Linked DNA regions of Mus musculus: regions 1, 3, 4 and 5 are each linked to region 2. Evidence: chromatin contacts called from public ChIA-PET, HiChIP or PLAC-seq and Micro-C data. All regions are on one chromosome and are shown on one strand. Each heading gives the region's core, a stretch centred on a gene start, on an enhancer-like site or on the middle of the called end of the contact. The rest is flanking DNA. Distances are from core to core; before and after follow the strand shown.

Region 1 (2,848 bases), core at 260-2,759, 980 kb before region 2:
TGTTTGAGACAAGGCTTCTTCTTCATGTTGCCCACACAAAGCTAGCTGACCAGTGAGCTTCCAGGGAATCTCCCATCTTGAAGTGGGGGCATCTGGGATTGCACCTTTGTCTCATCTGGCTTTAAGCGGATTCTGAATCTGAATTCAGATCCTCACACGTGATCAGCAAGTGCTTTGTATACTGAGCCATCTCCTTAGCTGGTTTATTTAGTTAGTTATAATAATTATATCCAAACTATTAAGGAGACTGTTGTAGGTGTGGGGGAAGGAAACGTTTGGCTGACTAGAAAAGCCCCTCTAAGGACAAATTAGGTGTTGGTATGCTATATTCTTCTGGAACATGAGCAAGGACAATGAAAACCAAATCACAGAAAGAATTCAATGCTAAAGTTTTTCAAAGTGTACAAATCGTAGGTCCTTTGATGCTGCTATGTGAGTGTGAGTGACCAACTCATCAAAAATAGGTTATTTGGTGAGAATTTGCTAAGAGAATTTGCCTTTAAGACCCTATCTATCCTGCTCCGGTTTTTGCAGGGATGAGCATCATGTAAGAGAAAAACGTAATGGCCTCAAACTATTAAAAGCCAGACTGAACTGGCTGTCAGCATCCCTAGAGTCTCTCCATTGCTGTCTTTCTTACTGCCCCTCCAGGAATTCTTGTTCTCATCCATTAAGGACTGCCACTGGCTCCAAGCAACAGAGCCCATAGGCAAAGTGATGGGACCACAGGGTGAGAAACATGCCCCACGCGTGGAGCAGGGGAAGACCTCCAGACCATCCAGCACCACCCGGCTGTCCCGCACGCGCGGGAAGAGCCTCGCTGGGCCTTTGCCTCCAGCCACTCGCGCCCACGAACTCCCACGCTTAGACCCCACCCCCACTCCCAAGTTAAAAGTCAGGCTTTTTTTTTTTTTTTTTTTTTTCCAAACGCAAAAGAACTTTGTAGTCTCCCTAGTGTTTCCTACTTTTGTTTCTGAACTCGGCTCCCCGCCCCCGCCCCGCTCCGATCCCAGGCTGGTTTTCGGCTGCCCCAGCTCCCGGGTTCTAGCTCTGCACTCGCTTTAACCCTTCAAGGGGCGAGGGTCGCTGCGCAGCCCAGAGAGGCAGCGAAGAGACCCCGGGCAGCCCGAGTTCCAGACGCCCACCGGAGCTGTGACCTGCGGGTCCCGGACACAGGCCGGGGTCCGGAGCACGCGGTCGCCCGGGGTACGGGGTGCTGAGCTGGGGAGAGGAGCTGTGGGGCGAGGCGAGACGCAGGGCACAAGCAGGCGACGGCGGCTGCACGCGGGGACCCGGGCGCGGGACGGGGTGGTGCGGGCAAAGCTTGGATCTAAGGTGCGGGCTTCGCTCGGGTCCTCGGACAGGGCGCGGGTCGGAGCAGCACTTACCTGCGGCGGCAGGGTCTGGAAGCCGCGGATCGGCGACATCAGAGGGCCGGGGCCTGCCGGTCCTACCGTACTCTGCCCTGCAATGCTCTGGCCGCCGGGGGCCAGACGCACTTCCTCAATCCTGCGGCCGCCTGGCGGGCGGAGAGGGCGGGTGGCGCGGAAGCAGGGCTGTGCCAGAGGGTCGGCCGCCCCGACCTCCCCTGGATGGCCTGCCTCGGTTTCCCTAGCTGCAAGATGTCGGTGACCAAGCTCACTGCTCTTGTGCCTCGGTAGACGCTTGGGTCTTGAAACTTTGTGGACTCCTCTCCAAATTTGAATGCTTTGCTGCCTTCCCTGCGGACAGGCACAGTGACAAGGTTGTGCCTTTCCTACCCTGCTCGAGTAACAGATTAATTTTTATCCTGTTTGCTGGCCATATACTGTGACTGTAAATATTAAGAGAGCGAGAATATTAATGTGTGTGCAGGTCTTTATGGAGCGGTGCAGAAACTACATTTTAAAAGTTGATGTTTTGTAAACTGCGCTTTTTCACCACACGAGTTCGCTAACTTAAATTATGGACGTTTGCAAAGATATTACTAGCTGATGAATATTTTTCGATTTTCGAACTCCGGAGTAGCTGGGATTACAGGAGCATGCCACCCTGACTGGCTGCTTGTGGCGATGAGGTGGAATGTTGTCAGTTGATTCCACTGAAGTTAATAACCAAACGCGGCTATACACTCAGCAGGCAAGCTTCGGATTCCGCTCGTTTTCCCCGAGAAAAGATAATCCTTGGTAGAAAATCAGTACTGGACCGAAGTGCTTCTTACTGGTAAGAATGAATATTCCTGAGACCAAGTGCAAAGAACATTGACAGACCGCCTCACTGGCAGCTCACAGAATTTGAGAAGCCGTGGGCCGCCTGAGATATTTTGGGAACACCTCAAGTGTTTGTTTAGAGTTGGAGTTTGTATCCCTAGTTGGCAAGGCCACAACCTCGCAGCTCTTCTACGTTCGCTCTTCTTTTCCTCCATCGAACACTGTTACAAAAATGTAGGTGGGGTTCTGCAATCCTGTCCTCACCACCGAGGTCCTCAGACCAATTAGCAAGGCCAGCAACATGACTGCTATGGAAAAGTCCCTAATAATTTGCAAGGCATGGCGTCAGCAGTTTGAATGAGCCTGGCTTGGTGGCGCCTTCAGGGCATACATACATCACTGCCACCTAGCGTTACTAAAAGGAAGTCCATGTCTAGAGCCAGGACCAACACACACTAAGAGGACTTGTGTTGCCTATGCTTAAGTGGCAAGAAATTTTCCACTTTAAACAATCTTAGAAATAGGTTAAGAAAAGTGCCCAATTTAAAACAAACAAACGAGCAAACAAAGGTCTGGAATATTCGACACATATATGAGCTTTTTTTGAGATGGCCATATCACAGTATTCAACTGTACCCAGTAGGTGTGTTTTAATCACA
Region 2 (2,771 bases), core at 63-2,562:
GATTCTTAAAGGGAAAGTACTCTTGTGTAATATACACCTAATTACTGCTTTACAGAACCTCACTGTCATACAGTAATGGATGTTTCAAGAAAGACATAAGAGAAACACGATGCGCTGCGCTACAAACTTGAAAACTGTTATACAATATTAGTTTTAAAATAGTTGTCAACACATCGCAGCAGGTCTTTCTAATTTCAATTTCTGGAATCCCAATTTCACAGTAAACATACAGGTTAGCGCGACGGTGTAGTCAGTCTACACTCCGTTGCCTTCTGGATCATGATGACAGGGGCTTCAGAGCTCAGGGACCTATTTAAGGTCCGAGTGAGCAAGAATTTGATAGTTACACTTTTCCAGGGGGAGGGGGGAAATGCTAATTCAGAAAACGCTCACCTTTCCCAAACTTGTCTGCAATATCACTGATCTTTAATCCTCAACCGCCCAAAAACAGATGACATCGAACCCAAAGGCAAAGTTTCCATCTCACCCTGAGACCTAAGGCGGGATCTACCCGATTGCAAGGAGCGGGTCCCTTCTGCAGCCCCGACTCCCAAGACCTTTTCCCCGCACCCGCAGGTGCTCGAACCCGGCCACCGCCCGGGCCAGGTCCAGACACACAACCTAACGCCGATATCCCCACGGGAGAGTTCGACCCCCTACCTCCCGCCCCAGTGAACCAACCTTCCCCCCGAAGCAGAAGTGGGGGAACTTTAAGTGCGACCACAGGGCCGGACGCCCCCCGCACTGGCGGTTTACGGAGCGGGGAGACCCCGAGATCCGCGACGCTGGAGGAATGGACCGAGTGGCTCCGCGGCCCCCTGGGAACTCCGTCAACTTTCAGGGAGGAGCGGGGCGGCGCGGCTGGGGGCCCCAGAGGTGGCGCGCACAGGGAGGCGGCTCGCGACAGTCCCCCCCGCGGGCCCCCGCCGCCGCGCCCGCAGCCCCCCGGGCTCGCCCCAGGGCACCCCGCCCCCACCGCACGGGGCCGCGCCCCTCCGCTCTCCCGAGGGCCCGGCCGCCCCACGCCCAGCCTCGCCCCGGCGCCCGGAGCCGCGCGGGCACCCCTCCTCGGCCTCGCAGCCCCTCCGTGGTAGTGCCCCCCACTCCCAGCGCGGCCCGACCCCCTTCCCAGCCGCCGCCACATCCCCGCCGCCCGCGGCCCCTCACCGAGTCTCCGCTACTGCCGGCGGGCGCGCACACGCCGCAGCCCCGGCCCGGCCCGCCACAGCACTCCGCGCCGCCCGGAGCCGCCTCCTTCAGCCCGGGACTCGCCGGGACATCCGCGCACGGATCCCCACACCGGGGCTATTTTTAGGAGTCAGGCCTCGGCCAGGCCGGAACTCGTTCTTCGCGGCGCGCGTGCGCACTGCGAGGACGTCTTGGTGTCCCTCCGCGGGCCTCGCCTCTCCCTTCCTCTCGGCTTCCTCTCTTTCTTCTCTCCCGGGCTCTCCTTTTAGGGTATATTTCTGCTCTCGGTGGGTCCTGAAGGGTTTGTCATGGACAAGACGAGGGACTAGTCAGAGAGAGCCGCGCCTTCTCAACAGCTAGCGCTGTGGCACAAGGACAAGAGGGGCGGACTATGTTTTTCCGGGTGGGTGAGGCGACAGATCACCCGGCACAGGAAGGAGATGACGGCTGCTTGGCGCCGGGGCTGCAGCCTGGAGCGCGCTTCCCTCTTTGAAGGACCGTGTTCTCCTGGAAGGGATACTGGTCACTTGATGAGGGCCTGGGCGTGGCGGGCCGGTGGCGTCGCGCCCCCGCCGCCTCCTGGTCCAGCCCGGGCCCACGGCTCCGGTGACGCGGCGCGTGACTAGTCCCCGCGCTTGGTCCGTGACCACAGCCGAGAGGCCCGACCCGGCGGGACGGCCCAGACGCCCTGTGCGGTGCTCGGGACCGAGGCCAGCTCCCCGCCCTCGTGTGCGCCGGGCCTGCCCAAACCTCGGCTCGCCACGCCCTCACTGTGGTCGGGGCCACACCTGTGTCCAGGCCTGGACAGCTGCTGGGTCACCCCCGCCGGGCCAGCAGTTGGATGCTGTCCCTGGCCACCCAATCCCAGCAGGGGCTTGGAAAGCAGAAACACCTTGAGAATGAGGCAACCTGCCTATTTGGGCTACTAATACTAGCTAGTATGGATTAGTGGTAAACTGTATCTCACTTAGTACTCACATCGCAGTGAAGTTCACCTCATTTTCTGTTCCCATTCGGCAGATAAGAAAGGAAAACTGAGAACCACTCTGACCACGCAGGGTCACACAGCGTCAGAGAAGGGCCATAAGGATCTGAATTCCTAACTACTCGACGAACTGATTTTTCTGAGGGGAAAAGATGTCTTTGAGACAGCACTTGTATTTTGTTAACTTACTGATTTTGTCCAGAGAAGGCTTATGGGGGTGACTCTCTGCTGGTCCTCACCCCCAAAAGTTGCTACCGCTGTAGAGGTAATAAGAATGTGATGGCTGGTATCCGAACCCAGAGCTGCCCATGCAATGGGCACAAACCCTCATTCGAAAATGAGAGGCTCAATTCTGTGGTTAGGGCTTTAAAACAAGTCTTTGGGGGTGGGTGAGCAGATGTGCGGAGGAACTGGGAAGTTACAAAGGAAGCTGGAGGCTCTCTGGCTTCCTCCCTCAAGGACAACAAGGCAATGTGCTGGAGAGAGGCTGACACAAAGGCAGTACAGAGATACGAGATTACCAGACACTGGAAAATAAGCCCAGGGCTTCTACTCAGGGCCTCGCTTCAGTGTTCAGGGGAGTTTGGTGGAGGGGGGT
Region 3 (2,700 bases), core at 37-2,536, 580 kb after region 2:
GGTCCCCGACTCGGGGCCCCCACATTTCCTCCCCCGGAGGGAGGGAGGCGACATTCCCGGAGCCAGCCCTCCCAGGCTGCGGTCGCGCCCTCTGGCGGCCGCCGCGGAGACGGGTCCTGGGCACGAGGGGCCGCCTGTCTGGGTTCCCTTTCCAGGGCTGGGGGCCCGCGGTGGAATCGCTGTGCTTCGAGAATAGAGCCTCGCGGACCGCACCCTGTCCGCTCCCCGACTGCGCGCAAGCACCGGAACACCCAAGGAGCGCCGCCACGGGCGCCCAAGCCTGGCGTGGAAAGTGCCTTGCGTAGCAGTCTTCAGGGGTCCCCTTTCCCCCAGGTGTGCCCCTCCCGTCGCGTCCGGGCTTTCCACCACACTGCGAAAAAAATGCCGCATGCATGCACTTATTTATTTATTTTGCAACAGCTGCAAGAAACAATGAAGCTTTTTCACGGAGTCGGCCAGCGCGCTCTCCAGCCGCGCTGTTGTTGTTTTCAATGAAGCTCCGAGGCCGCACTCCCCGCCCACCGCGCCCGCAGCCCGCCCGCTCTGCTGCCCGCCCGCCCTGCCGCCGCCCCCCTGGCCACCGAGTCCCACCGGCGCCCCGGGCATTGTTTTTTGGAGTCCTGCGGGAGGGGAGGGTGCGGACAGGGCCGGCCGGCGCAGTGCGGGTGGGGGCGGAAGCGTGGGCGCGCGCGTGGCTCAGTGTGCGCGCGGGGGCCGGCGCGGGTGGAGGCGCGGGGGGCGGTGCCTCCTGGGCCCGGCTCCCCACGCCCGCGCTCCGCTCCGCACGTCCCTGCGATCCCGAACTCCGGCTCTTGGCGCCTGCCGAGTCGGGGCCCGGCCCTCGGCGCGCCGGGACTGCGGCTGTAGCCGCTTGGAGTGTGCGCGCGGGCACGTGTGCGCGGCCCCGAGAGCGCGCGCGTAGAGCCCCCAGTGTGTGGCGGCGGCGGCGGCGGCGCGGTGAGGCTGAGGTTCTTGTTTACCAGCATTAACTCCGCTGAGCGGAAAAAAAAAGGAGGGGGGGGGGGAACCGAGGAGGAGCGAGCGCACCGGGCGAACTCGAGAGAGGCGAGCGACAGGGAAGCTGCCTGCGAGCCTGTCCCGGCGCGCCCGGCGCTCGCAGACCCTCGGCCCCGCTCTCCGGACCCTCCACGCCTCTCCCCGTGCCTGCGAGAGCTCCACGGCACGCGGCGTGCTCGGCTTTGACCTTCAGCGAGCCGGAGCCCCCGCGCACGGAGTCGGCGGCGGGCGGGGGCCGACGCGGGGCGGCGGGAGCGCTGAGCGCTGCGCGGCCGCCGCTTTGTGTGTGTCCTGGATTTGGGAAGGAGCTCGCGGCGGCGGCGCTGAGGGAGGAGGCGGCGGCGAGCGGAGCCCAGAGGAGGAGGAGGAGCCGGAGGAGGGGGAACCGCTCATTCATTTCCACTCCGCATTTCTGCCCCTCGCCGGCCTCGCCCGCGCCCGGGACTTCGGACCAGTCTCGCCAACTGCGTCGCGCTCTCCCGCCGCGTAGGCTCCGGTGGTCGTTCCCTCCGGGGATCGGGTGGCGTTTGTCCTCGCCTGCGGCGATTTGGGCTTTGCTCCTCTTTCTGTACAGTTTTCCTCCTTCTTCTGCATCTCTGCGTTTGCAAATGGAGGCCGACGACGCCGACAGCCCGCCCCGGCGCGCCCCGGCTTCCCGACTCCGCCGCCCCGTGGGCCGCTGCTGCCGGCGCTGAGGGGCCGCCCCGCGCCACCCTCCTTGTCCACGCCGCTTTCCGAGGATCGTCGCCTGCGCTCTTGTTTTTGGACGAGAGTGAGGACTGAGTTGGAGACTTTTTTTTTCTTTTTTTCTTTTCTTTTTTTTTTTTTTTTCTATTTTTGAGAAAAGGGAATTTCGTCCCAAATAAAAGGAATGAAGTCTGGCTCCGGAGGAGGGTCCCCGACCTCGCTGTGGGGGCTCGTGTTTCTCTCCGCCGCGCTCTCTCTCTGGCCGACGAGTGGAGAAAGTGAGTATTTGCCCGCCGCCCGCGGCCACTGCGGGAACTTTTCCTCCGAGGGGCTGCGCCCTGTTTGGGAAAACCCAGTTGCCACGGGCGCAGCTGTCGGACTTCGGGGCTCGGGAGTGGAGGGTGGGGCTCTCTCGGAAGGCCGGAGTAGAGCAGGGCCCGAGAGTTCACGACTCAGGAGCTCCTAGAGCCCTAGCTCAGCGCATCTGCGCGCGGGAAGGGCCTTAGGGCTTTCTCTTTCGCTGTCCGGGGAGCGCTGTCCCGCACGCGGCCTGGTGGGTGGGCAGTGCCTTCTCGCTGGCGGGTCAGGGGCAGCCCCCGCGTAGGCGCTTGGTGGGGAAGTTGGCGTCTGGGTGGCCTCGGGAACCCCGCTACTCTCGCCCCCCCCCCTCCGGGGCGCTCCACTTGGCACCCCAGCGCCCATCCCGCGCAGCTCACCATGACAGCACCCTTGGAGGCTCCACGGGTGGTTGCTGGGGTAGACCTAGTGCTCCGTGGCGGCAATTCGGAGCCTCCTACCCTGCGGGGTGTAAGTTGTTCTTGAGGGGGAGATACAGGATGGTTGGAAGCCTCGCGGCCCCAGGACACGTTTCCAAACATCAGGGCGCAGCCTCCTATCACCCAACTTGTTGGGCCCATCGACCCCCTCAGGTTCTTGGCCTTTCGCTTCTCTGGAGCCTGTGGGCGTCTACCCACCTACCCCAAGGCTTGATAACTT
Region 4 (2,700 bases), core at 54-2,553, 560 kb before region 2:
TGTCATGTTCCAGAGGAGTAAAACTCACAAGGATAAAGTTCTCGGAATGCAGACTGAGAGAGAGCAGGAAAGAGGAGTGTAAAAGAGAGAGCTCTCAACAACACAAAGTGTCATCACTTCAGGAAATGACGATTGTTGTTTATTTGTGGGATAGTCTTACCCTGTAGTCCAAGCTGGTCTTGAATTGACTCTGTAGCCAAGGCTAGCCTTGAACTCCCTGTGTGTCCCAGACTGGCTGTAAACACTGTGATCCTCCTGCCTCTGCCTACTGAGACCTGGGATTACAGGTGAGAACCACCATGACTGGTGGTGCACACCTTTAATCCTAGCACTTGGGAGGCAGAGGCAGGCGGATTTCTGAGTTCGAGGCCAGCCTGGTCTACATAGTGAGTTCCAGGACAGCCCGGGCTATACAGAGAAACCCTGTCTTGAAAAACAAAACAAGGCAAAACAAACAAACAAAAGAGTCGCTGTGGTCGTGTTGTCTCTTCACAGTGATAAAACCCTGAGAACCAGCGTGACTAGTTTATTAATTCGTCTTAGAGCCACTTATTCTATAAAGTGAATCATGGTTCTGAGTCTATATTTCCTCCATGGACTATACCGTTTATAAAGAAATATAGGAAATCACAACTAAGAAAAAAAGATAATTTGAAATCAGAAAAACACAAAAGGGCCCAGGTGACTCTGGCTTCAATATTTTCTTTCTATGGAGAAAAACAATCTAGGGAGAGTTTGTGGCTTAGCAGACAGCCTTGGTAGCCAAAGTAGCATCTGTGACCATCAACATTGTTACTGCCCAAAGGCTGTAAGGAACACAGCACCCCAGGGCTCACCGGAACCTTTGTGGTTTGCGCATCTGTGGAGCATCCTCAACCACAGTGTGATCTAGAAAATTCCACATCACCGAAAACCAAATGTCCATTTGTGGCCAGGGTTGAAAGAACCCAATGAAATGCAGTGCAGTGCCGCTGAGGAGAAATATGAGAAGCAAGACTACAATGGTCTGTCTTTCCTGCAACCTTGTCAACTTGGATGATGAGAATTATTACAACAGAAAGGGAGGTATTTTGCTAGTAGCTTAGAACATTGACCTCTTTGCCTGAATGTGCATTTTTTTTCAATACAGTGAGAGCTAAAAGTTTGCTTTTAAAATAGCATAAAGTGCTTATTATAGTGCTCTTTGTTTCACTGCCAAGTGCGGCTTGAGACGTGGAGTCATTCACAAAGCAGCCTCCTGGGCTCCTGACATTACTGCAAAGCCACAGATTCCCAGGCATAGAGTTTAGTTACAGTGCTTCAAACACGCAGCCACAGTTTTATTGATGCTGCGGCTGCAGATGTCATTCCGGGAGAGTGAGGAAGCCCTGCGGGTAGAGATGAGTCATCGGCTAGAAGTGAGCGTTATTGTATCTGTTGCACTGATGTGTAGGGTTTCTCTGTTCCTCGGCATCAAGTTTGTTTGGGTTGTTTTGCTTGCAGACATTTTTTTGAGGAATACAGATCAGGCCTTAACTAATAGTATGTACAATTAATTAATAAAAACATAGACATTCTTGAACCAAAATGTATTAAAATTATAGCAATAATGAAGCCAGAGGTATGGCTGCTCAGATGTGATTTGTAACCCAGTGGGTAGTGAAGAAGCTTGATGTCTCAGAGTGACAGAGAGATGAGACTATACTTGTGCACTGTGCAGTGCAGGGTAGGTAAGGTGTCATATGAGCAGCAGGGGAAGGAAATGCTGTGTGAGTCTGTTCTCCAGGGCTATAACAGGTGCCCAAGACTGGGTTCCTGATAAAGGAAAGAGGTTTATTTAGTTTATGATTCTGAAGCTGAAGGTCTAAGACCAGACAGTCATAAGACCTCCACCTTCCATAGGCCACGCCCCTCAGAGGTTCTAGTGTCTCTCACCAGCAGTGCACTAAGAAGCAGCTTCCCCTGAATGATCTCCTGAGGATTCACCACAGCGAAACCATAATGATGGGAATGTTTAGCTGGAAGAGGAATGGGCTATCTTTAGCTATGTAGAAAAAAATAACAATGTTTGAAAGAAGTGTACTCTGCCTGCCACCAGCCTAAAGGATAGAACTTGAAAAAAAACATAAGTAAAAACTGCAAGGAGCACACCAAACCCCCCCCCAAAACTGTAAGAAAGAGAGAAAGAAAGGAAAGAAGAGAGGGAGAGAGAGAGAAAGAAGAGAGGGAGGGACAGAGGGAGGGGGGGAGGAGGAAGGGAAGAAAGGGAGGAAGGGAAGGAGGGAGGGAGGGAGGGAGGGAGGGAGGGAGGGAGGGAGGGAGGGAGGGAGGGAGAGAAAGAAAAACAAAGCAGGTGTACCTGCAGGTAGGCGTGGGAACCTCTTTTGCTCAGGTTGTCATAAAGAACACAGAAACTTCAGAGAGAAACTAGGCTAGACGCCCTCAAGGTCCCTTTCCATCCCAGAGGCCTTTGAAGAATGTTTTTCCAATGCAACACCCCTCCTACCTCTCAAGCCATACCACTGCACTCTGAGCCACTAGCATTTCTCTCCACACCGTGGCTGCTCTGAATCTCTCCAACCATTTCCACTCAGCAGCAAGGAGCGCTGGTGGCATGGGAGCTGGCTTCCTTAGGTGGAAAGCAGGGCCCATAGTAGATCATGAGCTAGCCATGTAGCATGCTCAGCTCACCGCTGAATGGACAAACGACTCCCTGGTTGA
Region 5 (2,829 bases), core at 235-2,734, 900 kb after region 2:
GACATTTTGGTCTCTCAAATCCCTTCTTTCGTCTCTCTGTGCAAGTCTCTTTCTCTCTTTCTCTCCCCCTCTCCTTTTCCAATGACGACTTTCCTGGCCTTGATCCTTGGGCCAGTGAACTTGCCCTTCATACAGCAGCTTCCAAATAAACCTGCCTTTAACATAACCTAATCCAGTTTAAATTGGCTCATTTAACTAATTGATAGAAATAACCTATCAGTTACTGAAAGACACTTACAAATACGGCTATATTGTAAAGACACTTTAGGAAGCTGTCTTGAGAAGACCACGCACACCTGGATGTGTCTCATTTCCACCCCTTCCCCTAACACCTATCTTTCTACCACTAACCTTAAATCTATGTTTAAAATCTAATAAACTGTGACTCTTCGACACAACGACTTACTCTGACATTCTTTTTGGCACTGAAGTCAAAAATTCTGGCTTCACCAGAGTGGAAAAGAATTCCCTGCTACACACAGCGCAGAATTGTGTTGTGTCCCCAGTTACCATTGCCCCAAGGCCAGTTGTCAGGATCCCAGATTGTTCTCCAGCTAATGGGCTCAAGCCTTCTTCCTCCCTCGGTCTCCCCAGTAGTTGGGACATCCGGTGTGTTTCCATCAGAGTCGGGTGAAAGGTGAAATTTGAAATCACTCACCGCTGCATCCTCCCAAAGCAACGTTTTGAAACAGCTGTGTATACTGGAGAAGAATTGTCGACCTTGAATATTGCTTTGTCAAATGAGCTCCTGCTTGGCTTTTTAGTAAATCGTAGGCACATTACAGTTTCCAGGAGACTGTTGGGACTCTGAAACCGGCAGAAAAGATTCCTGGATGCCCTGTGTTAGATGTGCGTTTATTACATATTTGCTATTTTTCAGCCAAGCCAAGTTTTTGTTCTTTTTTTTTTTTTTTTTTTTTTTTTGGTTTTTTTTCGAGACAGGGTCTCTCTGTGTAGCCCTGGCTGTCCTGGAACTCACTTTGTAGACCAGGCTGGCCTCGAACTCAGAAATCCGCCTGCCTCTGCCTCCCAAGTGCTGGGATTAAAGGCGTGCGCCACCACGCCCGGCTCAAGCCAAGTTTTTGAAAAGGGTTAATGCAAATGGTTTTTGCACATAGAAGGGAGCGTGGTGGAAAAATCTGTCAGTACAAGCTTGGGGCACGGGGGAGGAGGCTGCTTGCCTGTGTTTATGGTAGTTCAAGAACAGCAACAAACTCACTATTGGCTCAAAAGTCATTCTTTTTGTAGATTAGACTTTGCGGAGTCAAGGTTTGGTTAAAAAAAAAAAAACAAAACAAAACAAAAGGTGGTCCAGTAGTGTGTGTTGGGGGAGTGGGGGCAGAGATAAACGCCCGCAGCAGGAGGCAAAGGAGTGAGAAAGAGAAAGCCTCCGGGGAGGTGGCAGGGCGGGGCAGCCCCTGGGGAACTCTTGGTAGAAAGGTTGGTGGCTCTGGTGGGGGGAGGGGGTGGGGAGGTAGAGGCTTACTAGGTGGCAAACTCCGTACCGGAGCATGGAGGCTGAGGCAGTCCGCGGAGTCACAGGTAAGGGGTGCTGCGGTCCCCACGTAGCCAATCGAGGGCGAAGGACGCGAATGGTAGCGGGCAGAGTGCCGCACACCCGTCGCCACAACAGCTTGGGGTGCAGTGCGAGGCTAAGGGCCTCTCCTCTCTTTCTCTCTCTCTTCCTCGGATTCATATAAGTCCCAGGCTAGCGGGAGCTGGAGGAGGAACCTCCAGAGTTGATAGTCTTAGATGGCTCTGGGCTGGGTCCTCACCCGGGTCTCCGGTTCTGTTTCTCACCCCTCCCCCACAACCCTCAACACCGGCCTTGGGGACCTTGGACCTGGGCTTGCTGGCCAGGCTGGGGAATGAGCTCCGAGGTGAGAGAGAAGTCCGAACAGCAACCCATTCCTACTTTCCAGCAAGGAGGACCCAGGAAGCGCCTGGACCGAGAGAAGTGTCCCGGGAATCCACGCTCTGGGCCAGCCTCTTTGCTGGCTCCAGGGACACAACTCACATGCCTCTTCCCGCCCAGTTTCAGGATTTGAAGATACTTTCTTGAGCCGGCCACCTCTGAGGTCTTAGGGGATGCCATTTCAGGCCTTTGGCTAGACATCCTGGTCACAGGTGGCTGGCTGTGTCGCACGGATAGTCACACTGCACACAGCCCACCTACAGTAAAGTCAATCATGGCAGGGGCGCATTTGAGGCTGGCAGGTAGCCACTCGCTCTTATGACCTACTTTAAACGTTGCAATTGAGTTGTTTTTCTCCTGTTTTCAGGTGCGTGAGATAAGGAGAGATTGTAGCCACTAGCTAATTATATGGATTAGTAAGGATTTAGTTGATCTAGAGATTAAGAAAAGGCTCGTCTTTAATTTTGGAAAGGGAGCTATTTCTCTTTTGTTTTAGTCTTGTGCACTTTTTTTTTTTTCTAGAAAGTTAAGAGTGCTGTTTCCAGTTTACACGCTGGAAGACTGGAATAAAAGTCTTGCTTTTTTGATCTTCCTCATCTACAAAACAGGAGAAGCCCCCTAGGGTTTATTAAGCACAGCAGTCTCTCATTACACTCCCATCTCTACTAGTGGGTCTCTTTCCCCTCCCCTAGAGTGAGCAGGTCCTTCCCCATCTTTGCTTCAGAGAGCTTCCCCTCCCAGGCCCATGTGATGGGAAAAAAAGAATAGTAATTTCATCTTCTGGAAAAGAATCGTTGGCCTGAGACAGTTTATGGCTTTTCCCTGTATGCGCTCCGACCTTTGCTGTGGTTTTGATGGCCACCGGTGGCTCAGATGACACACAGCAGTCTCCCATTTATCATTTCCACATGTGT

Evidence for each region. A called contact is a pair of places that touch in the nucleus more often than the background predicts. ChIA-PET counts read pairs in DNA pulled down with a chosen protein or histone mark. HiChIP or PLAC-seq counts read pairs in DNA pulled down with a chosen protein or histone mark.
Region 1: a contact with region 2 is called in an H3K4me3 HiChIP or PLAC-seq map of bone marrow-derived macrophages, with 6 times the contacts expected there. The contact joins the promoter of Lrrk1 here to the promoter of Mef2a in region 2. A contact is called at or near these places in 3 of 39 promoter capture datasets (liver, neutrophils and pre-B cells) and 2 of 115 datasets of contacts at active chromatin or transcription factors (bone marrow-derived macrophages and embryonic stem cells).
Region 3: a Micro-C map of embryonic stem cells shows a contact between it and region 2, with 4 times the contacts expected there. The contact joins the promoter of Igf1r here to the promoter of Mef2a in region 2. A contact is called at or near these places in 6 of 484 Hi-C or Micro-C datasets (embryonic stem cells, erythroblasts, muscle stem cells and 2 more) and 2 of 115 datasets of contacts at active chromatin or transcription factors (memory CD8 T cells and pancreatic cancer cells).
Region 4: an H3K4me3 HiChIP or PLAC-seq map of stem cell-derived neural progenitor cells shows a contact between it and region 2, with 14 read pairs. The contact joins the enhancer-like site here to the promoter of Mef2a in region 2. A contact is called at or near these places in 6 of 39 promoter capture datasets (embryonic stem cells, frontonasal cranial neural crest, hippocampal neurons and 2 more), 2 of 484 Hi-C or Micro-C datasets (embryonic stem cells and palatal mesenchyme) and 7 of 115 datasets of contacts at active chromatin or transcription factors (astrocytes, embryonic fibroblasts, embryonic limb bud and 3 more).
Region 5: a contact with region 2 is called in an RNA polymerase II ChIA-PET map of effector CD8 T cells, with 8 read pairs. The contact joins the promoter of Fam169b here to the promoter of Mef2a in region 2. A contact is called at or near these places in 1 of 39 promoter capture datasets (pre-B cells), 3 of 115 datasets of contacts at active chromatin or transcription factors (effector CD8 T cells, memory CD8 T cells and thymic regulatory T cells) and 2 of 9 other capture datasets (adipose tissue and liver).

The regions. Positions count from the first base shown.
Region 1 is chr7:66,386,832-66,389,679 of GRCm38.p6, forward strand. It overlaps Lrrk1 (leucine-rich repeat kinase 1), which reads right to left and starts at 1,510. Exons shown (of 34, transcript NM_146191.3): 1 at 1,389-1,510.
Region 2 is chr7:67,371,546-67,374,316 of GRCm38.p6, forward strand. Mef2a (myocyte enhancer factor 2A) reads right to left here and starts at 1,313. Exons shown (of 11, transcript NM_001291195.1): 1 at 1,168-1,313.
Region 3 is chr7:67,950,971-67,953,670 of GRCm38.p6, forward strand. Igf1r (insulin-like growth factor I receptor) reads left to right here and starts at 1,287. Exons shown (of 21, transcript NM_010513.2): 1 at 1,287-1,982. The coding sequence starts at 1,889.
Region 4 is chr7:66,811,653-66,814,352 of GRCm38.p6, forward strand. All of the region lies in intron 10 of Cers3 (ceramide synthase 3), which reads left to right. Among named protein-coding and RNA genes, the nearest start is that of Adamts17, 27 kb to the right of the region's middle. Within about 2 kb of position 1,304, at least 52 of the 459 cell types and tissues checked have an H3K27ac peak or open chromatin away from gene starts, as enhancers often do. A contact at or near this core is called in astrocytes and stem cell-derived neural progenitor cells, where this site is marked.
Region 5 is chr7:68,274,500-68,277,328 of GRCm38.p6, forward strand. Fam169b (family with sequence similarity 169, member B) reads left to right here and starts at 1,485. Exons shown (of 9, transcript NM_001374636.1): 1 at 1,485-1,542. The coding sequence starts at 1,512. It overlaps Gm16157 (predicted gene 16157), which reads right to left and starts at 2,095. Exons shown (of 4, transcript NR_040340.1): 1 at 2,018-2,095; 2 at 659-838.